4 separate regions of the Mus musculus genome follow, and regions 2, 3 and 4 are each linked to region 1. A link is a contact called in public ChIA-PET and HiChIP or PLAC-seq data. All regions are on one chromosome and are shown on one strand. The core of a region is the stretch at or near the end of the contact, and the rest is flanking DNA. Distances in the headings are between cores, read along the strand shown. Region 1 holds the start of Vps33a (VPS33A CORVET/HOPS core subunit). Region 2 overlaps Bcl7a (B cell CLL/lymphoma 7A). Region 3 overlaps Mlxip (MLX interacting protein). Region 4 overlaps Kntc1 (kinetochore associated 1).

Region 1 (5,342 bases), core at 305-2,804:
CGCATATGCATATTACCTTTAGTAGTGAGTACTGTGCGATCAGTCCAAATGGTCCTGTTAAGTACTCATCCCACACTATTGCCTGTAAGAGGGGAGAAGCACTCAGAAATTCCACCACCAGCAACAGAAAAGGCAGTTATAACCAGTAAGAATATAATTTTATAAGGTTTAATATTTTCCCTGCCCCACCCCCACTTTAATTATGTCTAGTTGTATGTGTCTGTGCCTGGGTATGTGCAGGTGGGTGCGGTTCCCCTCAGAGGCCAGATCCATCAAATTTCCAAGGATCTGGGGTTACAAGTGGTTGTCTGTAGGTGCCAGCAACTGATCTGGGCTCCTCTGGAAGAGCTACACTCCCTCTTCACCTCTAAGCCACCTTTCCAGAATATTCTTCTAAAAGTTAGAGTTAGGATTTTTAAAGGCTCTGGTCACATTATAGCCTAAGGGTCGAAAAGAACCTTCCACAAAGGGGGAAATTTCATGATACTGGCATCAAAGATCCCTGCTTCCTCCAGGAGAAACACTTTGTAAACCTGGTCCACACAATCTATTATATCTGATTTCGACATCATTTTCAGTTTAATACTGCCCCCTGTGATTTAATAATCTGCCTTTTTGACTCAATGACTTAGTTGGAGCTATGTTTACAAAACTGATTCTTTTTGGGTGGGTGGGGGTAGGGAGTGTTCTTGGTTTTTTCAAGACAGGGTTTCTCTGTGTAGCCCTGGCTGTCCTGGAACTCACTCTGTAGACCAGGCTGGCCTCGAACTCAGAGATCCGTCTGCCTCTGCTTCCCAAGTGCTGGGGCTAAAGGCGTGCGCCACCACTGCCGGGCCCAAAACTGATTCTTTGAGCATCTGTTTTGTTTTTTTCTTCAGATTAGAACTTCCCATTCCCTGTAGAGGGATGGGGTATGATTAATAAATCTCAGAATAGAGGGAAAAAATGCTTAAAAGAAAACCTCACAGCATGGCTCATGCCTGTAGTGCCAGAGGCGAGAGAAAGGAGGAGTGCCGGCAGGAACAGTCTATATAGCCAGGAATAGGCTCAAAAATAAAATGGAGAGCCGATCCCAGCACTCAGAGGCAGTGACAGGTGGATCTCAGTGAGTTCGAGGGCTACACAGCGTTACCCTGTCTCAAACACTGAGAGGAAAACAGGAAGAAAGGAAATTCTATGAAGTCCCCGATCTAGACAAAAAACGATCCATGTTGAAGTTACGAAGTGACAGCTTGTCTTTCACAAGCTGTGTGCCGAGGGCTGTGGGCGTGCGTGCTTCCAGGCTGGAAAGGACAACTGTCTCGCAGGTCGGGGAGCTCCCGGCCAGGGGCTGTCACTGAGCGGGCGACCTGATCGCCCCCACGGCCTCGCACAGTCCCGCCCGGCCAAGCTTGGTGGCGCCGGGGCCCTGTCCCTCACCTTGCTCCCAGCGCACTTGTCCAGGAACTCGCGCAGCTCCCGACGCACCGCCTCGCGCAGCACGTTCAGGTTCACTCGCCCGTACGACAGGTGCGCCGCCATCTTGCCCGGGCACCCGCATTTCCCCAGACGCCGCCTGCGTCACGTGACGGGACGTTCACGTGATCCGAGTCGCTGAGGCACATTGAACGCGAAAGGCGGAGTCCTGCTGACAGTGATGCTCCTTCAAGGTCCTAGTGCGCATGCGAGGAGGAGTCCCCTCCCCGCCCCTTTCTAAAGTATTTCCCTACCATGCCTAAGAATGGTGAGCAGTGAAAATTGACTTTGTTTGTTTGTTTTCGAGACAGGGTTTCTCTGTGTAGCCCTGGCTGTCCTGGAACTCACTCTGTAGAACAGGCTGGCCTCGAACTCAGAAATCCGCCTGCCTCTGCCTCCTAAGTGCTGGGATTAAAGACGTGAGCCACCATCCCCAGGTCTTAAGGATGGAATTTAGATGTTATTTGTCGCGTTTAAAAGCACCATCCTTGTGTCTTCACAGCTAGAATACTGGTGTAAAATGGCGATCGAGGCCAAACTACAAAATGCACCTTACTACACCCAGTAAGTGGTTCAATCGCAGAGCAAGCTTATCTCTCCAAGTTCAAGGCCAGCCTGGTAAACATAGCGAGCTCCAGGACAACCAGGGCTACACAGTGAGACCTGTCTCCACATAAACAAACAATAAATGGACTGGAGAGATGGTTCACCAGTTAAGAGCACCTGCTGCTCTCCCATAGACCAGGTTCCCAGGATCCACAGTATAGCTCGTGACCATCTGTAACTCCGGTTCCAGGGTGTTGTGTTTTATAAAACAAGAAAAGGAAGCCAGGGATATGCTTGATAGAGTGAGGTATGGTGAGGTGGAAGGTGGTGCCTCTGCGAGCTTATGCTGAGACATCCCTTCCCCATGAGGTAACAGCCATATGACGGATATAGTATGGAATAGAGTTTATTTAGGGCATGGGGAGATGGGGAGGGGAGTTGAGGAAGGAGGTGGGGAGGGGAGAGGAGGGAAAGGGGAAGGGAAAGAGAGAGGGGGAGAGGGAGAAAATAGAGGCGTAGAGGCCGGCCAGGAACACGTGGAGACAGACAGGAAAGGGGAAAGGAGAGAGAAGGGAGAGGGAAGAGAGAAGGTAAGAGAGTGGGGGGGGGGGGGCCGCAAGCAGCCTCTTTTATATTGAGTCAGGCACACATGGCTGTTGCCAGGTAACTGCGCAGCAGAGCCTGGAAGAAATGCTAACACGGGATCTAGTGCCCCTTTCTCACCTAGGAGAGCAAGGCACACAGCACTGATAGATACTTTCAGGCAAACACAGTTTAAAAAATAAGAGAGAGAGATGGCTTAGTGGGAACACGCTGTTCTTCCAGAGAACCAGAGTTGGGGTTCCAGCTCAAAACTGCCTGTAACTCCAGCATTCCAGTTCCACATCCTCTATGCCCACTTCTGATCTCCATGGACTCACGGCAAGTTAATGATACTGAAGTTGAGAATAATAATCTGTTGCAAGGTATTATTCTTATTTATATTTTATGTAAATGAATATACTATCACTCTTCAGACACACCAGAAGTGGGCATCAGATCCCATTACGGATTGTTGTGAGCCACTGTGTGGTTGATGGGAATTGAACTCAGGATCTCTGGAAGAGCAGTCAGTGTTCTTAACCACTGAGCCATCTCTCCAGCCCCCACAAGATATTATTTACAATGTTTTTTTTTTTAAGCATCTGTGTGGGGAGACAGTCATTTAGTAGATATTCAAAGGCAAACACTAACACTTTTGAGAGTTTCTAAAGAGTTGTGGATTACTAATCAGAGATGGAGTAGCACAGCCTATAATCCCCACTGGGGAGGCAGAAGAGGAGGAGAGTAAGTTGTGAACCTGTGTGGTCTACATAGTAAGGCCTTATCGCAAGGTCTGGGGATATAGCACAACGGTACAGGTACAGTGCTTGCTAGGGCTTGAAAGGCTTTTGGTTTGACCCCAATCACTAAGTAAATAAATAAATAAATGGAATCAAACATTGCTGTAACCAGAATACTGAAGCTTACGTTTCCAGTTCTCATAAGAGTCAGTAAAAAGAGACAAGAATACATTATTAAATTATTATTAATTATTAAAAACTTACTTTTAGGGGCTGGAGAGATGGCTCAGCGGTTAAGAGCACTGACTGCTCTTCCAAAAGTCCCGAGTTCAATTCCCAGTAACCATATAGTGGCTCACAACCATCTGTAATGGGATCTGATGCCCACCAGGTGTGTCTGAAGAGAGCCACAGTATACTCACATACATATTATGTGTAGGTGTCTGTGTTTGTCTGCATGTGAGTTTGTACACATGAGTGCAGGCACCCTCAGAGGCTAGAGGCGTCAGATCCCCTGGAAGCGGACTTATAGCCATGGTTGCTGGAAAACCAATAGCCGGCCTCTGGAAGAGCAGCAATGCTCTTAACCACCAAGGTGTGTCTCAGCCCCACCAAGAATGGAATCTTTAAGTTGTGCTGTGTTCAGAGAGCTAGTGACCTGAAAGGGTGATACAGGGGTGGGGAAATGGGGGTGCACCGGGCCAGCCAACTGTGAGTCCAGTGTCATCCCTCTGGTTAGGAGGTCAATCACATTAACCTCTTATCACCTGGATGCCTGAGCCCAGTCTGCCAGTGTTGCTAGTGTTTGTCCAAGGCCATCTAGAAAGCTAACACAAACAAGCTATGGATAGATAGTACCTGCCTGTGTGCTAAGCTAGCAATGACTTGTGTGCGCACATTCCTTGTTATGCTATGGAGTGTGGAATATCTGCTCCCATCCCCAACCCTGTTCGTCCCAATGACATCTTTTTTCTTTTTAAATATACGAATAAAGCAATGGACAATCCAATATATTTAACATTTGAATGGCTCACAAAGTGCTTTGAGATAAGATAGCAGTTATTTCTCTTCCTCTTCCAGCTTCTAACAGGATCTCGTGTAGTCCATGCTGGTAGTGAGCTCACTATGTAGCTGAGAAGGACTGAATCCCTCTCCAAAGTACTGGAGTGACAGATGCCTGCCACACATGGCCTTATTTTGTTGTTTTGTTTTTGTTTTTTAAAATGTTTGAGGCTAGCAATGATATACAGAGCTAGTTCTAGTATAGCCAAGGCTATAAAAAGAAACAACAAAAAAAATAACTTGAAAGGTGAAAGATGGGTTGTCGAGATGGCTCAGCGGGTAAGAGCACAGACTGCTCTTCCGAAGGTCCCGAGTTCAAATCCCAGCAACCACATGGTGGCTCACAACCACCCGTAATGAGATCTGACGCCCTCTTCTGGTGCATCTGAAGACAGCTACAGTGTATAATAATAAATAAATCCTTGAGCAGGGTTGACCAGAGCTAGCAGAGGTCGTAAAAATTCAATTCGCAACAACCACATGAAGGCTCACAACCATCTGTGCAGCTATGGTGTACTCACATACATCAAATAAAAAAAATAAAAATAAATAAAAGAAAGGTGAAAGACATCTTTCATGTTCTGGTGGGAACAGAATTGGTTGTTGATGGTTCGTGACTTCTCTCAGAAGCCTAGGGACCTTCCGCAAGGTTGTCAAGAGGTTGTGTAGTCTTCTGGGACATTTTCCCTCTGTGGGGTTAGAACCATTTTCAAGCTTTGTACACCCTGTCCCTCCTCGAGGCAGGGTCTCATCGTATGAGCCAGGCTGGCCTTGAACTCCTGACAATCTACCTGCCTCAGTCTCTCAACTGTTAGGATAACAGGTCTCCAGCTGTCTCTCCCCTCCCCCCATCCCCACCTGCAATTCCTAAATTTCCAGAAACACTGAACATAAGTCAAAGCCTAGTACCTGGTATTTCTGTGTGTGCACATGTAGGTACATGCTCAGGCCGTCATT
Region 2 (4,922 bases), core at 105-2,604, 200 kb before region 1:
TATAGTTTTTAGATTCTGTATTTTGTTATTCCTCTGCCTCAGGAAGTAAGCCGTGGTTGCTTGGGCATATACCCCATCTTCAAGATTAAAAATCAAATTTAAATAAAGTCAGGGTGATCTGTCATCTGGGCCATGTGTGAACAACCTAAGCCAGGGTGGCATCTGGGGGAAGCATTTCCGTTGTGTGTCCTAGAATCTCTAGATAAACTCCCGTGACCCACAGAGTTCCAAGCCCCCATCACCTCTTCCAACCTCTACCTTCCTTTTGCCAAAAAAAAAAAAAATTGTGAGACAGGGCAAGAGGGAGACGTCATAGAGCATAACAGCCCAAGCGATCATCAGATAAATGATTGCTTCACAGAAGGCTGCTGTTCAGCCAGATTGTAATATAGAGAATTTGTAAAGATGTGCAAACGTCTGTGCCCTCACCATTTAGAGAGATGGAAAAACCTATGTGCACATGAGGGAACAATCTAGAAAGGTGGAACCAAGGTCTTTAAAATACTGGTCTGTGTATCTTAGAGGTGTGAGGTATCAGTTGAGTTTAGCTATGCTTTTTTTTTTTTTTCCATCAATGGTTAGCCTTTGCTCAAGTCACTTAGAGTCATCCTTATTGTTAAGAGAAACACTGGGCTAGGGATGGAGTTCAGTTGATAGAGTATTCACCCAGGGCGGGTGTGCCCAAAGCCCCGGGGTTGATCCTCACCACCAAATAATCTGTGCGCCCGTGGATCCCAGCACTCAGGAGGCAGAGTTCATAGGACCCAAAGTTCTGGGTTATCCTTAGCCACCAATAGAGTCTGAGGCTGGCCTAGAATATTTGAGACCTGTCTCAAAAGAAAAATGCGGGAGCGGCAAGGTGACACAACCAGTAAAGGTGCCTGTCCCTAAGCCTGCCAACTTGAGTTCAGTCGCCAGAACTCACATGATAGGCGAGAACAGACGCCATCCAGTGGTCCTCTGGCCGCCGTATGCACACCGTGGCATGCAAACATGTATGTTAAAGAGACAAATGTGTTTTGTTTTTTTTTTTTTAAGTTAGAACTGGAAAGATTTCTCAACAGTTAAGTGCGTTGGCTGCTCTTACAGAGGACCCAAGTTTGGTTCCCAGCAAGCACTTGGTGACTCAAGGCCATCTGTAACTCCTAGATGTTCTCCCCTGGCCTCCGAAGGCAACAGGCACACATGTGGCACACAGACATACATGCAAGCACTTACACCTATCCACATAAAATAAAAATAAGTAACTCTTGGGAAGTTAGGAGAAGGCTAGTTCTCTCCAACAGCCTAGTGAAGTCTCTGTGGCCATAGCTTCCCTGGCGACAGCCATGATTGCTGTAGTACTTGGTGGCCAGCAGAGGGCGCCAGACACTGGCAGCATTGTGTGCTAAATATCTCTAGACAGAGAGTAGGTATGCCTGGAAGAAGGGTTGGAGACCCGGGAGCCCACTTGTAACCTGGCTCCTTATAACTGTTTGGCTAGTTGATGAATCAGAAACTTCCCAAGCTTTAGTCCAATCCAGCTCTGGAAGCCCCCAGCCACAAAAGTTTCCAGATCTGGGTATATTTAGTCCTTGGCCCATCTGCTGCAGCTTCTCATGTGTCTGAAAAACAGCTTCTGTTGTCTCGCTTCTTGCTCAGATGCATCCGAGGAGCAAAATTCACAGTCTTCGATGGAAAACTCGGTGAACAGCTCCGAGAAGGCAGAACGGCAGCCATCTGCAGAATCAGGGTTAGCGGCAGAAACGTCGGCAGTCTCTCAGGTACCTGCAGCTCGGGCTCTGTGGGGTGGGGCTGGGGTCCTCCACGGTGTGTTGAGAGTTGTGCTGCTTCCTGTTGGACTGTTAGAACACTGCTTGTCCACTGAGCAGCCGCTCCAAGTATAAGCCTGTGTATGCCACCTGGGATCCCGGTGACGGGAGGGACATGGGATTTCTCTGTGTAGCCTTGGCTGTCCCGGAACTCACTCTGTAGACCAGGCGGGCCTCGAACTCAGAAATCCACCTGCCTCTGCCTCTCAAGTGCTGGGATTAAAGGCATACGCCACCACTGCCCGGCTCGTGACCCCACATCCTTAAGGTTAAGGAACACATGACCTCAGAAACCTAAAGGCCCGATTATTGTTTGGCATTTTGCATGTGATATACGGCCCCTGCTCAGATCCCTTCTGTGTTACAGCCAAGTATCAACATCGTTCTTGGATTGTCCAGTGCAGATCCAAGGCCCAGGGGCAGGAGGCAGATATGATGGAATCTAGCCCGGGTTCCAATCCAGCTCTAGTCAGCTGGATATGCAGGTGCCTGCCGATAATCTCAACTACTCAGAGAGTTGAAGGAGTAGAATAGCAAGTTCAAAGCCAGCGTGGGACACTTAATAAGAGACCATCTTTATCTGCCTGGCTGGCCCTATATCCCTGTTGCCTGGAATAGGAGCAGGTCTTTAGCAGGCCCTGTGCTGACCTCATAAGGAGGGGCTGACTTGGGTGTAAAAGGCTTGGAGAGAAGGCTGGGATAGACAGTGATGGGGGGAGGGGCTGGAGCTGCTCACCTCCCAGCATTGCTAAGAGGTCGGGCTTGTGTTCTCAAGTCAGTGGGACAAAGGTTGGCAGCCTCGTTTCCATGAGCCGTTTACAGTTTTTAAGGTGATGTTGGGTGACACCTGTAGAGAGGCCACGTCATGACAGCTCAGACAGATGGACAGGTACAGCAGGTGGATCTTGCTAATGGGAGTCAGGGGCATGGTAGATGGAAAGAGGAAACTGTGGGTTGCTGTCCGGGCACCGGCTTTCTTTCACGCGTGTGATAACACAGAGACACAGGAAAGGCCAGGGAGCACCGGTTAGCTGTCTGGAGTTTGGTCTCTGGTGATAGGCAAGGTCTGAGAGTCCAACGGTGACTGGTCGTAGATGGGTAAACCTTTATTTAGGGTGGCCGTAAGACTTCTTAGGAACTCTGTGACCACTTTGCTCCGAATAGTATCCATGTGTCCGTTCCTCAAAAGCTGAGCGTCTGCCCCGTTAGCCTGAAGTTGAAGAGCTCTGGGTTTGGGGGAAGCCACCTTAGAGGTGGGTCACAGAACTAAGCCTCATGCTCCGGTGCCTCCACAGGTACGGACAGGGAAACATGGTCCACATTTAAAGTTCCCTGTGTGTCTGGGATCCCTACCACACACTTGTACTGCTCATGGGGTTCAGTCAGAACCGCACAATTCTCTCTCCCTCCCCCTCCCCCTCCCCACCCCCCTCACCTACCCCCAGACGACCTGTGCCCTGACCGCTGGCCCTCCCTGCTTGTACTGACCCCAGTCACTTCTCTTCTTCCCGGAAGGATTTGGAAGGAGTGCCGCCGTCTAAAAAGATGAAGCTGGAAGCCTCTCAACAGAACTCAGAAGAGATGTAGACGGCCCGGCGGAACCTTCTGGTCCATGTTTCATGGCAGGTACATCGGCAGGCTTAATTCTAGAAACACGGCCCAAGCGACTCCTCTTGGGCGCGAGCAGAACTAACGTTTCAAGTTTACTAAAGTGCAAATCCAAGAAGAACCTAGAGCGGCGGCGGCAGCGGAACTTCGCAGACACTTGACGGACTCTGCCGTGAAACCGAAACACTCGAACCTTCAAGTGACTGCCCTCTGGGAGGTGGGTCGACAGCTCAGGAGTGTGTGCGCACTGTCTCGGAAGCCAAGATTACATTTGTGTTGCTGCTGTATCCCCCTCCCCTCACTTCTCTATTTAACGATATAAGCTATTCGAGGGTGGTACCAATCAGGAATTTGCTTTCCATAGGGGCTTTTGGCTCTTCAACCAATTCCTTCTGCTTTCTTTTTTTGTGCCTTGTACCCTAGAGGTGACCTCCGGCATGCTTCCTGGTTTTTGCATCTCTCCTGGCAAAGTGCCCACTTGTTTTGGTTGGCTGCTGCCCCCACCCCCACCCCTTATTGCCTCTCTCCTCCCTGCCCCAAGACTGCTTCAAAGCAAGCAGGGTAGAGCGGCGGGAGACCAGGCACCTTTCAGTGACCCCCTTGGTTCAGGTGAGCAGTGTTTGGGCACACCCTGAGCCCCAACTTCCAGGGCCCCTGGGGCTACAAGTTTGCGGGGGCCGGTTTCCCGAGGGCTGGCCTCCTTGGTCAGGACACGCCCTCACCTTTTGGAGCCATGGAGGCTAGGCGTTTGCAAGGCAAGGTAGCCCAGATTGACATGCAAAAGCCTTTAGATTTTTCTGGCACTTCCACCCTATCTCCCCTCCGCCCCCTAACCTCACACCCCGACTCTGGCCACAACTGGCACTGCGCTCTCCAGGTCCTCCGAAGACGAAATGACCAACTGAGCTTGTCTCCTTAGGATAGTAAAGGGCTGGGAGGTTGGGAGCCGGCGGCCGGCAGGAATAGCTGGTGCTGAACTAACTCTCCCATAGGACATTGCTTGGATTTCAAATCCATGGTAACCTGCTGCCCTTTGTCCCTGTCTCCTATCCACCGCACCCCAAGCCCCCCAAAACCCCAGGCAGGATGCGCCTGGTATGGCCTGACTCTGAGAGGCTACAGGTGGATGGAGACCCATTCCCAGTACCGCGCTGTTGGTCTCCTCTGGGGACCGGACCTTAACCATTGGGCCTCAGGCCAGAAGCAAGGCACAGAGGAACCGGGAAGATTTGCACACAGATTTGCCCCCCCAGAAAGGAGCCTCCGAGGCACTTCCTTCCCCTGCTCTTCCTTGCACGGAGACAGCTCTCTCTCACTCAGTGGAGACGCCACTTGGACAGACGGACTGCTCAGCTGTTGATTTCTGAGGCCTGGTTTGCTCTTAATCCCTTTGCTGGACCCCTCAGATCTGAAAACCTTCCCCTATGCTTTCTTACTGCACTGGAGTTCGAACTCCCTATGAGTTGTGTGTTGGGGGGAGGGGCGGGCGGGGTGGGTTTTGTT
Region 3 (4,979 bases), core at 1,701-4,200, 140 kb before region 1:
ATGTAAAGTATGATTAGAAAGTTGTCAGCTTGCACTTCATGAACACTCGCTTGTTTTTGCCTGTTGTTGTCCTCAGTGCCAATTCAATGATGAGATCTTTCTTTTCTGTCTTGAGCTGGCTTGTAAATGTGGGTAGTTGTTAGCTGCTGTCTCGTTGTACCTGAGAGAACACCTTAAGGGAGAAAGGTATTCTGGTATAGATTTTTCAGAGGTGTGGAGGGACATGGTGGAGCAAAGTTCACCTCATCGTGGCCAGGAAGCAGTACACAGACAAAACGAAGTTGGGGACAAGGTCTTTCTGGGATGTTTGTCCAGTCTACTTCCTTTCATCTAGGCCAGAGGTTCTCAGATGGTTGTGAGCCACCATGCGTTTGCTGGGAACCAAGCTCAGGTCTTCTGAAAGGCAGCAAGTACTTCTAGCCTCTGAGCATCTCTCCAGCTAGATACTTCCTCTTAACTTTCATAATCACTCAATAATGCCATCAGATTGTAACTATTTATCAATGGATTAATCTAGTGATTGAGACAGGGTCCTCGAGATCTAGTCAATTAAATGAAAAAACAATAATAAATAAACAACAAACAAATAGCAGAGGTCAGAGCTGGAGCTTTGGAGACATGGTGGCCATGTCTTGCCACCATGAGATAATGGACTAAATCTCTGAACTGTAAGCCAGCCTCATTTAAATGTTTTTCTTTATAAGAGTTCCTATAGTCATGGTGTCTCTTCACAGCAATAGCAACCGTAACTAAGATAGGACCAGATTGCTAGATAGGTATAACAGTTTGAGGATGGCAAGGAAGGTTATAGAACTTTATAGTAATGAGTGTTGCACAGGGTTGTGAATGTTAGTAGTAGCACTGAACATATTTTAAAATGGTTAAAATTATAAATTTTGTAATGTGTTTTAGCACACATATAAAAGGAAAAGAAGTTAAGGTTAATTTTTTTTAAACTCATTTTTCACCCACACCTATATGCTGCTCTGGAGACTTGCAGCTGTTACTTTTGTTCTGACCTTTTCTACACAGTCTCTTTCTGTAAACTTTGAGGACCCCATCTTTATCTCTTATAGTTAGAAATTATATCATTAAGAACACAGCAAGGATTTTTCATCTGTTTGGGATACTCTGTCTGCGTGCTTTGGCCTCTTTGGCATGGGAAACTCTTATGATTTGGTGATTCTCAGCCCCGTGTTCCCGTCGGCTGGTTACTCTAATATCCCCACCCCGGGACTCGTCAGGAAGTAGAGCTTCTCCTTAGGTAACAGGTAGAACAGGCAAATAACTCATTCCTGGGGTTCAGTCAGGTATCAAATTCTGCAGACTTTTCCTCTGGAACCACCCAACTTCTCCAGATCAGGATGTGTGTTGGCAAAGTCTGCCTGTTGATATTTGGGAAAACAGGAAGAGATAGGAACTGGAAATCGCATATCAAGTATTCAGACTTGTACTGAATCCCCCAGAGTTAAAAAAACAAAAACTAGTAAACAAACAAACAAACAAAGCTATCAGATGATGATCAAAATATTATCTTTATTGCTGGTCACAGTTGGATAGAATTGTGAGGTTTTTTTTTTCATAACATTAATATTTATTGCTTTATATGAATACTGTATTGAAAGCCCAAGCATTCAGTTACACACGAAATTATACAATTATATACCGCTTCACAAAGGCAGTGAACACATTACAGTCTACAAAACCTACTTTACAGAAATTTAAAAATTCTAAATATCAAAAAGTACAGCTGAAGAAACAGGTATAAATTTGGCAGCCAGTAATTCTGACAGGGAAGTTGCAGCTTGCATGACTTTAAATATGTGAATTTGAAAATATTGAGTTTATAGAGTAGTAACCATTGTGCTTTGTGTTGATCTGAAAAATATAACACTGGCTGTTGAAGAAGCATGTTCAAAAATATTAATTCACTTCAAAATGTTATACAAATCATGGTGGTTTCTGTGCACCCCTAACGCCTCGGTCATTTTAGCTCAGGTACATTACTGAAGTCCTCTACTAATTCTTCCAGTACAGTGATGTTTCACACCAGTACCATGCGGCATATAGGATTATTCAGAAAGACAGATGTGATGTTGACAGTGTTCAGAAAAGCAACCGAATGTTATGGGACCTGTGGGCTCTTGAGATGGTTTCATGTCAGGCTCCGAAGCACTCATTCTACAGACAGCAAGCTAATGCTTGAGCACAACTCCCAAGATAAAGCACACTTTCCATAAATAAATGAAGTCTTGTTGTCTCAGGCACCTTAGAAGTATACAAAAGAATTTAGTTTGCACAGATCTCTTGGAATGTGTTTAACCTGGTATTTCAACAGACTGAAAGATTCCCAGGGTCTCACAGGGGCCAGATTTTTGTCTCAACTACTCAGAAGAGAAGATGTCTTCTGAAAGAAGTGAACTCAGTCATTACCAATAAAAAAGTATTGGCTGCAGTTGTTTGTTTTTCCATGTCCACTCTCAAGTAGACAAGCAGGGTGAGCGTGAGCAGCTTGCTCCCCAACGGAGCGTGAGCAGCTTGCTCCCCAACGGAGAGGAGAGGAGAGCAGAGCAGGACCTGACCGTCCGTGCCTGCTTCCCTTTGCGTTGGGGGTGCTTTACCAGTGGAGATTCAGGAGCATCACCAGGACAAGTGAAGAGGTGATGCGGTTGAATTGATCAGTGAGTGACCCAGAGCTGTAATCAGCAGCCTGTACTCTCTGTGTTGGCTTCCTTTTGGAGAGAATGAACAAGAGTCGGTGTCTAATTTACCCCAGCGAGCAGAATCCGTGATCCAGTCCTGCCCTCCTGTGTTCTTGATAGCCCAGTGCTTTCCTTCTGAGGCTTGCACTTTAATTTTCATTCCAAAGCAGTCTTTTGCCAGACCGCTGAAGAATTCATGGTTTGCTAACTCCATCCAACAAAATTGTAAGAGGGGCCTTTGTTGTCCTGTGAACTTCCTGTTTTGTGTCAGCAACCCTCCTTCTAGGAAGGGGGGGGGTAGGGGCAGAGTGTATGAAGACGTCTTCATGGAAACATTAAGCAATTGTTTTAATAACTGGGTTTAGAAGCACTGGACCAGCAGTCCTAAAATGAGTAAGAGCTAGACCATGGCTGTCTCATGGGGTGGAGGCTGGGCTAAGTACCTGGCAAATGTCCCTTGTGGTCATGGCCATGACACAGGAAGCACACGGTTCAGAAGTATGAGGTAGAAGAAACTTCCAGGTACAGGGCCAGTGGTCTCACAAGCTCTCTAGTATTTCTGGCTATAATTTAAAGAAGCCTTGTAGTTGGACTGTCTGAAAGATGTGTAGACCAGGGCGGAAAGCAGAAACCTGATCAGAGGCTTTTGGGTGCCCTGCTTTCTCATGGAGTGACTGCCTCTGCTGCTGCCTTATGGAGTCTTTTAAAGTAGCTTTTCCTAGTTTTGTGGGAAACTCGACTTGTGGTGTAAGAAGGGCTCCTATACACATAGCCCCTCTTCCCTCTGTGAGGTGCCAGAGAGCACATTAGGAAAGAAACAGACAGAAATTATAACACATCCACCACTGAGCTGCACTCCCCAGCCTTCATCACTTTGTAGCTTTTGCCATCGTATAACTATGAGCGATGGTGTAGGACTTGTCAGTCATCCATTCTGTGTACCAGACAGGGTTTTGGACTAGTTTCTTTATGTGTGTATAGCGCCACTTGCTGGCTGTAGAGATGTTGCAGAAATATGAGATGGTAGAGGCTTAGAAATGCATATTTTCCTGCTAAAATTTGACTTTGTTTGCCATAAGTATTGTGAATAAGAGAAACATCTCAGCAAGCGGTTGGGGAGAACCAAGGAATGCTTGCACTGTTTATATATAGGTCAATATCCTTTTCTGTACCTGCTACTCTCATCATGATACCTACCTGCAAGAGCTGTGTGTGTAGTCTGATGGGGAAGAGGTTGACAGCACACTGCCCCCTTTTTCATAGGTGCACAGCGGAGGTATGATTGGCCTAGGTTAGCCCACTGGTTAACTCTCACAGATCTTGAGAGGGCACTAACATCTGTTTCTTCCTGGAGCCATGGGTCCAACACAGCTCTTTGTAGTCACTCTTCTTTTGAAGTCATCTCTGAGATAGTACTCAGTCAGATTCTGGTACTAATGAGCACATGGCACAACCATGGACTCCTGGCTGTCACAAGAATGGAGTATCAGTTATAGAAAAAGTGTTTTTAGTTTAGACTTGCTCCTTAATTTCATTTGAATACTAGAACTGCACACTGGCCAGACCTGAAATTGCTAGAGGACCTTGCTCCCCATGGGAAGACCGACTGACTGTGTTGAAGACAGGCTCTGTCTGCAGCCTTCTCTGGACTAGCCCACTGGCTCTTACAGCTCTGATGAGCTCCACTTCTGTTACCTCGTCATAGTCACCAGCCAAGCAGGAGCAGTGCCTCCTCGCTTCTCCTTGGCCTCAGCTTAAGTTTTAGCCCCTGCATTGGTGTTCTCTCACACAACTCCTGGATGGCACGGGCCCGCGTCTCCCTTCTCTCCTCCCTCAGCTCTTAGGTCTTTCCTCACAGAGTAGGTGCTGAGCGCTCCTGGCTGAGTACAGAGAAAGAAAGCCATGGCCCTGCCACTGCGACCGCATGTCAGGTGCCTGCTCCAGCTCCCTCTTCCATGTGTGTGCATGTGTGGGCGGGTGTACATACACATGTGTGGGTGGGTGTACATACACATGTGTGGGTGGGTGTACATACACATAAACAGACAGACTTTCAACTAACCCTTAGTTAAATCACTGTGGAGGAGATGGCATTGTTTGATTATACCCAATAAACAGAAGCACCAGAACACCCCTTGCCAACGTAGTTGCACAGCTGGGGCGGAGGGAGTACAGGCTCCAGTCCCTTAGCTAGGGCCTTATGCTCACAGACGGATGATCAGTTACATGGGCAGGTTAGTCATGCCTCTGGAGTGGCAGCTGAAAGAGGAGGTGGAA
Region 4 (5,512 bases), core at 935-3,434, 190 kb after region 1:
CTGTCTTCAGACACACCAGAAGAGGGAGTCAGATGTCATTATGAATGGTTGTGAGCCACCATGTGGTTGCTGGGATTTGAACTCAGGACTTCGGAAGAGCAGTCGGAGCTCTTAACCTCTGTGCTATCTCTCCAGCCCAAGGCTTTGTACTTTATTAGTCACTTTGAAACAAGAACAACAGTAACGAAAGTCAAAATTGAGGCAAGAGTAGATGAAAATGGGGTCGTCATTTAAATGTAGTTCTGCCCTTTCATGAAGCCATGACTTTACAGTTGAAACAGGGTCCTGCATGAGATGAAATAAAACCCTTAGACATCTCCCTTTCCCTTTCAGGTGCAAAGTCATTTCAGCTGATCGACAACCTGCTTTTTGTGCTGGATACTGATGTACGTTTCTGAGACTGCTTTAGTGGTTCATTTACTACTACCTTTTTTTTTTTCTTTTGTTCTTTGAGCCTTTGTGCTATGAAGTCAGCTCCCAGTCTCCCACTGAGCTACGCCTTCCACCTGATAATACATTTAGGTGGTAGACAAGGACGTTAGCTGGGTGCGTGACTATCTGTGTGCTGTGCTTCGTCTCAGCGTGCACCAAGAAACGAAGCCTGACGTTTGCCTTCTAAATCATAGATGTCTAAATGGGTGTCTTTCCTGTAGAATGTGCTGAGCTTGTGGGATGCTTACACTCTCACTCCTGTGTGGAACTGGCCCTCTCTTCCCGTAGAGCAGTTTGTTCTCACGACAGAAGCGGATTCTCCCTCATCTGTTACCTGGTATGTTGGGGGTCTAGTTAGTAGTGATTTCCATAGCCCCAAGTGTCTGTCTGGGTTGGTTCAGATCATTTACTACGTCTTGTGTTCGAAACCACATCTGAGTCTGTCTGGCAGAGGAAGGACCGATTCTTTATTTGCCAGTTTCTATTTGGCACAAATAGATACTATAATGTGAGCGTCTATGGAATGATGGTAGAAACAGAATCTGTGATGTGTACATGTGAAACAGAGTCCACGGTCTTCTCTGAATGTGTTTTGACCTTTCTGTGAGAATATCACTTTATTTAAGTTCATACTTAGAAACATGCATGGTGGGCTGGAGAGATGGCTCAGTGGTTAAGAGCACTGACTGCTCTTCTGAAGGTCCTGAGTTCAAATAGCAGCTACATGGTGGCTCACAACCATCCATAACGAGATCTGACTCCCTCTTCTGGAGTGTCTGAAGACAGCTACAGTGTACTTACATTGAATAAGTGAATAAATCTTTTTTTTTTTTTTTTTTTGGTTTTTTTTTTTATTTTGTTTTGTTTTGTTTTTTTTTTTTTTGGTTTTTTGAGACAGGGTTTCTCTGTGCAGCCCTGGCTGTCCTGGAACTCACTCTGTAGACCAGGCTGGCCTCGAACTCAGAAATCAGCCTGCTTCTGCCTCCCAAGTGCTGGAATTAAAGGCGTGTGCCATCACTGCCCGGCTGTAAATAAATCTTAAAAAAAACAAAAACAAAAGAAGCATGCATGGCTTTTTAACTTGAGTTTTTCTTCTCTTTTAGGCAAGGAATTACAAATCTCAAATTAGTCACCCTGACAGCAACAGCGAAGGAGAAGGTACCGGGGGACTTTACACTACATTAGTATGTTTTATGAATTGGAAGTCAGGATTACTAGCCAGTTAATGCTCACAGCATGCTAACTTGTAGCTCACGGAGACTTCGATAAACAAGAATTAATGTGCAGAGCCCAGTTTTCAAAGAATGGATGAAAATCTTGGCTCTTCATTTCAAACAGAACATTTTAGGAACCAAAGATAAGCCCAGCAGTGGTACTCGGGAGGCAGAGGCAGATGGATCTCTGTGAGTTTTAGGTCATCCTGGTCCACAGAGCTACACAGAGAAACCCTGTCTCTAAAAAAAAAAAAAATTAAAGAACTTATTTGAGCAAGGTGTGGTGTCTCACGACTGTAGTTCTAGCATTCAGGAGGCTGAAACCGAAGGTCATGAATGAGTTCAAGGCTCTCCTGGGTTGTATAGCAAGTCCCTGTGTCAAAAAGGCAAGGGCTGGAGATGAAAGAGTAGTGTGTGCAAGGCACTAAAATTAGCCTCCAGTGCTGAAAGAAGGAAAGCAAAGGGTAGGGAAGGGGAAAGGAAAAGCAATAGAAAGGAAGGGCGGGGACAGAAGAAAAGGCGTCGGCTAGGTGGGGTGTTGTGAAGGAGCAGCGCTCCTGGAGTGGAGGTGGGGCATTCTGCGCATGTTTTCATTCTGCGGGGCAGGTGGACTAGAGCATCGTCTTCTTGTGGTTTAAGAACACAGTTTTGTGGGTAGCATTTATACGATAGCGGCAGGCCTACTTGTGTAGTCAGAGAGTGCTGTGGTTACTCGTGTTTGGCTTTGTACAAGATGGGTCAATAGATGTCTTGACGGGGAAGTGCTAACCTGTGCTGATGGGTTTCTATTTTTATTTCTCATAGATGAGAAGCCTCATCATTTACTCTCTGCCTTCGATGGAAACACTGTACTCTTTGGAAGTATCTAGTGTTTCTTCTTTAGTTCAAACAGGAATCAGCACGGTATGTTTATTCATTTTTCCAAGTAAGAAAAGCGGGAGTGGAACTTAGTGTAATGCTTCGCTTTATCTCTGCCTTATACTTATATGTTCATTACTAACACATACTCAAGAGACCCAGCCGAGTCTTCATAGAAATTAAGATAAAACTTCATCTGCTGTTCAATTGTATCTTTTTGTTTTGTTTTGTTTTTTTCCTTTCACATTGGCTTATTTATTGTCACAATGCCACAAAGAAGTCCCAAATCTTTACAATTCCTTACTTGCTTCTCATTTTTTAAAAAAGAAAAGCCCTAAATATCAAATCATGTTTTGTTTTTTGTTTTTTTTTTTTGAGACAGGGTTTCTCTGTGTAGCCCTGGTTGTCCTGGAACTCACTCTGTAGACCAGGCTGGCCTCGAACTCAGAAATTGGCCTGCCTCTGCCTCCCAAGTGCTGGGATTAAAGGCGTGCACCACCACCCGGCCTCAAATCATGTTTTAAAAATTTTTAACTGAATTATTTAAGTTCTGACAATGATAGAATGTGCCAGTCAGTCAAACTTCCAAACTACTAAAGCTCTGAAGAAAGAATGAACCATGACTGGAGCTCACCGCATTGCACAGCTGTTCAGGCTGAGCAGCTGTCACGAATGCGCAGCTGTCACGAATGCGCAGCTGTCACGAATGCGAGTGCACAGCCACTGCCACTCACACACTGAGAGCACGTGTTCTCTACATCTGACACGCTGAGGTAAAAGCCAGGTTTTACCAACTTTTTAATTAATGCAGAAAACCTTCCACAATAGCAACTGTGTTGAAAACTCCAGTAACATTAGCCAACCTGTGATATGTTGCAATCTTCTGATTAATAGAGAACAGACATTTTTTTAACTATACAATTTATAAGCAACTAATAAACTTTGAAATGTTAGTAATATAATAAAGTTATAAATAGTTTGCCATCTCCTTTCCTTTATATATTTTTATATTCATGCATCTCATTTATCTGTCTAGTAGACTATTAAATTCTGGATTTAAATATGACTAAGCATAAAATAAAACAGAGATGAGTGTGAATGTCTAAGCCCGTAAAAGTTATTAACTTGGAAACAAATTCAACCTAAGGCATACATGGAGAAAGTTGGATTTGACATTGGGTCCTTCATAGTTTGACCTGTCAAGTACACATGAACATCCATGGCTCAAATTATGAACGTCTATGTGCCATAAAGCTAACTGCGTCACAAATGGAATGTCCACTACTTGAAGAAATGCCCCTCTGATGTTAAACTTTGCAAGATGTAGAGTCTGACGTGGTAGGCATCCGTATTAGCAAGGTTTTAAGATCTAGTCAATATATACACATATGTGGAACTTTCCGTTTAAATCACAATGTCTATTAACAAAAGAACCTAGGCTAGCAGTGCTCCAATCCTAGTCAAAAGGGTAACATTCCATCAGTTTTCTTCTGTTAGTCACTAGACTATCTTCCTGCTATCTGAAGATCACAGTAGATTCCACTTTAGGCTGTAAGAGGCATTGCCTGAATGCACTCAGTGTATGTCCAGTGGTCAAGCTGCTCTCAGCATCTAAGAGTCAGCTGGCATCAACATCAAGTCACCCACTGCATTTCCTTTCCTCAGTGTTTGAAGAGTTTCCTAGTGATTCTAAGATCAATGGATGGATAATTTTTGCCAGAAGTATTTGTTTTTTTCTAATAATTATAAAGTACTTGGTGGCTTCTACATTTGGGTTTTAATCATGTTTTTGTTCTGATTGTAGGACACTATATATCTTCTGGAAGGAATTCACAAAAATGATCCTAAGTAGGTCATGCTTTGTTTTCTCTGATAATTCATACATATCTAACTTAGAATTTACTCATGAATACTGCATGACAGAGCTACTCACAATGTAATTTTTTTTTTCAGCCTATGTGAAGACTCTGTGTCTGACTTAGTACTTAGGTACCTCACAGAGGTGTTACCAGAAAACAGGTAAATTGTCATTTTTTGTTTGTTTGTTTGTTTGGTTGTTTTTTTTGTTTTTTGGAGTGTTTGTCTGTTTGGTTGTTTTTTTCGAGACAGGGTTTCTCTGTGTAGCCCTGGCTGTCCTGGAACTCACTCTGTAGACCAGGCTGGCCTTGAACTCAGAAATCCGCCTGCCTCTGCCTCCCACATGCTGGGATTAAAGGCATGAGCCCGGCTAACTTGTCATATTTTTAAGCATTCTTTGCCCTTTAATGAGAAACCTAAAGTCCCTGGTGAGTAGGGCATCTGGTGAGATTTCTTCTCCGCTCTTCAGACTGAGCCGGTTACTTCACAAGCACAGATTTGCCGAAGCCGAGAGCTTTGCCATTCAGTTCGGACTGGATGTTGAGGTAAGCATCCAAGCATCCATTTGTTCTGTTGTTCTCGGGCAGACATCTCTTGGTTTGCTAGAGGCTGAGAAGATGCAGAAGGGTGACATGTGGGCACCAAGTGATCTAGTGTGCAGCAGGGACGTGGCTCCCATATTTTTACTTGAATTAATTAGAGGAAGAGCTCTAGGGGCTGGAGAGAGGGCTCAGCAATTTAAAGAACTTGTTCTTGCACAGGGCCGGGGTTCAAATCCTAACACCCACACGGTGGCTAACAATCCTATGCAACTCCAACTCTGGGGAATGTGAGTAGGCCCAGTTTGGCGGGGGAGGGTTCTAGGATACAAGTCTTTAATGTCAGCTCTGGGAGAGTCATAGTCAAGCAAGTCTTGGTGAGTTTCTCCGTCCAGCCTGGTCTATATAGTGAGACAGAGAGAGAGATCACTGAAGAGAGACCACATCAAAACGAAAAATAGTGATGGCAATATATCTATCTTGTAGCAATTTGCAGTACAGGCATACATCGTGTGGCTTAGTAGATCTCTCAGTCTCCTTCGCCCTGTTCTTGCCTGAGTCTCCTCCCTTTGATACACACCCTGCTTTGCTCTTTCCGTCCCTCCACTCTAT

Evidence for each region. ChIA-PET counts read pairs in DNA pulled down with a chosen protein or histone mark. HiChIP or PLAC-seq counts read pairs in DNA pulled down with a chosen protein or histone mark.
Region 2: an H3K4me3 HiChIP or PLAC-seq map of bone marrow-derived macrophages shows a contact between it and region 1, with 4 times the contacts expected there. The contact joins the enhancer-like site here to the promoter of Vps33a in region 1. A contact is called at or near these places in 8 of 39 promoter capture datasets (the 3T3-L1 cell line, 3T3-L1-derived adipocytes, the C10 cell line and 5 more), 2 of 484 Hi-C or Micro-C datasets (CD8 T cells and nephron progenitors), 12 of 115 datasets of contacts at active chromatin or transcription factors (bone marrow-derived macrophages, effector CD8 T cells, embryonic limb bud and 5 more) and 3 of 9 other capture datasets (adipose tissue, liver and pancreatic islet).
Region 3: an H3K4me3 HiChIP or PLAC-seq map of bone marrow-derived macrophages shows a contact between it and region 1, with 2.5 times the contacts expected there. The contact joins the enhancer-like site here to the promoter of Vps33a in region 1. A contact is called at or near these places in 12 of 39 promoter capture datasets (the 3T3-L1 cell line, the C10 cell line, the HPC-7 cell line and 7 more), 3 of 15 datasets of contacts at CTCF or cohesin (large pre-B cells, pro-B cells and stem cell-derived epiblast-like cells), 6 of 484 Hi-C or Micro-C datasets (the HL-1 cell line, cranial neural crest, embryonic stem cells and 3 more), 15 of 115 datasets of contacts at active chromatin or transcription factors (bone marrow-derived macrophages, differentiating embryonic stem cells, embryonic midbrain and 6 more) and 4 of 9 other capture datasets (adipose tissue, embryonic stem cells, liver and 1 more).
Region 4: an RNA polymerase II ChIA-PET map of memory CD8 T cells shows a contact between it and region 1, with 8 read pairs. The contact joins the enhancer-like site here to the promoter of Vps33a in region 1. A contact is called at or near these places in 3 of 39 promoter capture datasets (erythroid cells, liver and stem cell-derived epiblast-like cells), 3 of 115 datasets of contacts at active chromatin or transcription factors (bone marrow-derived macrophages, memory CD8 T cells and stem cell-derived neural progenitor cells) and 3 of 9 other capture datasets (adipose tissue, liver and pancreatic islet).

The regions. Positions count from the first base shown.
Region 1 is chr5:123,571,461-123,576,802 of GRCm38.p6, forward strand. It overlaps Vps33a (VPS33A CORVET/HOPS core subunit), which reads right to left and starts at 1,555. Exons shown (of 13, transcript NM_029929.3): 1 at 1,420-1,555; 2 at 17-82. The coding sequence starts at 1,521.
Region 2 is chr5:123,367,692-123,372,613 of GRCm38.p6, forward strand. It overlaps Bcl7a (B cell CLL/lymphoma 7A), which reads left to right. Exons shown (of 6, transcript NM_029850.3): 5 at 1,642-1,763; 6 at 3,327-4,922. The coding sequence ends at 3,398. Among named protein-coding and RNA genes, the nearest start is that of Gm23458, 9.3 kb to the left of the region's middle. Within about 2 kb of position 1,355, at least 11 of the 459 cell types and tissues checked have an H3K27ac peak or open chromatin away from gene starts, as enhancers often do. A contact at or near this core is called in bone marrow-derived macrophages, where this site is marked.
Region 3 is chr5:123,433,326-123,438,304 of GRCm38.p6, forward strand. All of the region lies in intron 1 of Mlxip (MLX interacting protein), which reads left to right. Among named protein-coding and RNA genes, the nearest start is that of Mlxip, 41 kb to the left of the region's middle. Within about 2 kb of position 2,951, at least 90 of the 459 cell types and tissues checked have an H3K27ac peak or open chromatin away from gene starts, as enhancers often do. A contact at or near this core is called in adipose tissue, bone marrow-derived macrophages, group 2 innate lymphoid cells and 5 more, where this site is marked.
Region 4 is chr5:123,763,462-123,768,973 of GRCm38.p6, forward strand. It overlaps Kntc1 (kinetochore associated 1), which reads left to right. Exons shown (of 64, transcript NM_001042421.1): 10 at 334-386; 11 at 654-769; 12 at 1,536-1,590; 13 at 2,451-2,549; 14 at 4,309-4,352; 15 at 4,458-4,523; 16 at 4,831-4,906. Among named protein-coding and RNA genes, the nearest start is that of Kntc1, 16 kb to the left of the region's middle. Within about 2 kb of position 2,185, at least 10 of the 459 cell types and tissues checked have an H3K27ac peak or open chromatin away from gene starts, as enhancers often do. A contact at or near this core is called in memory CD8 T cells, where this site is marked.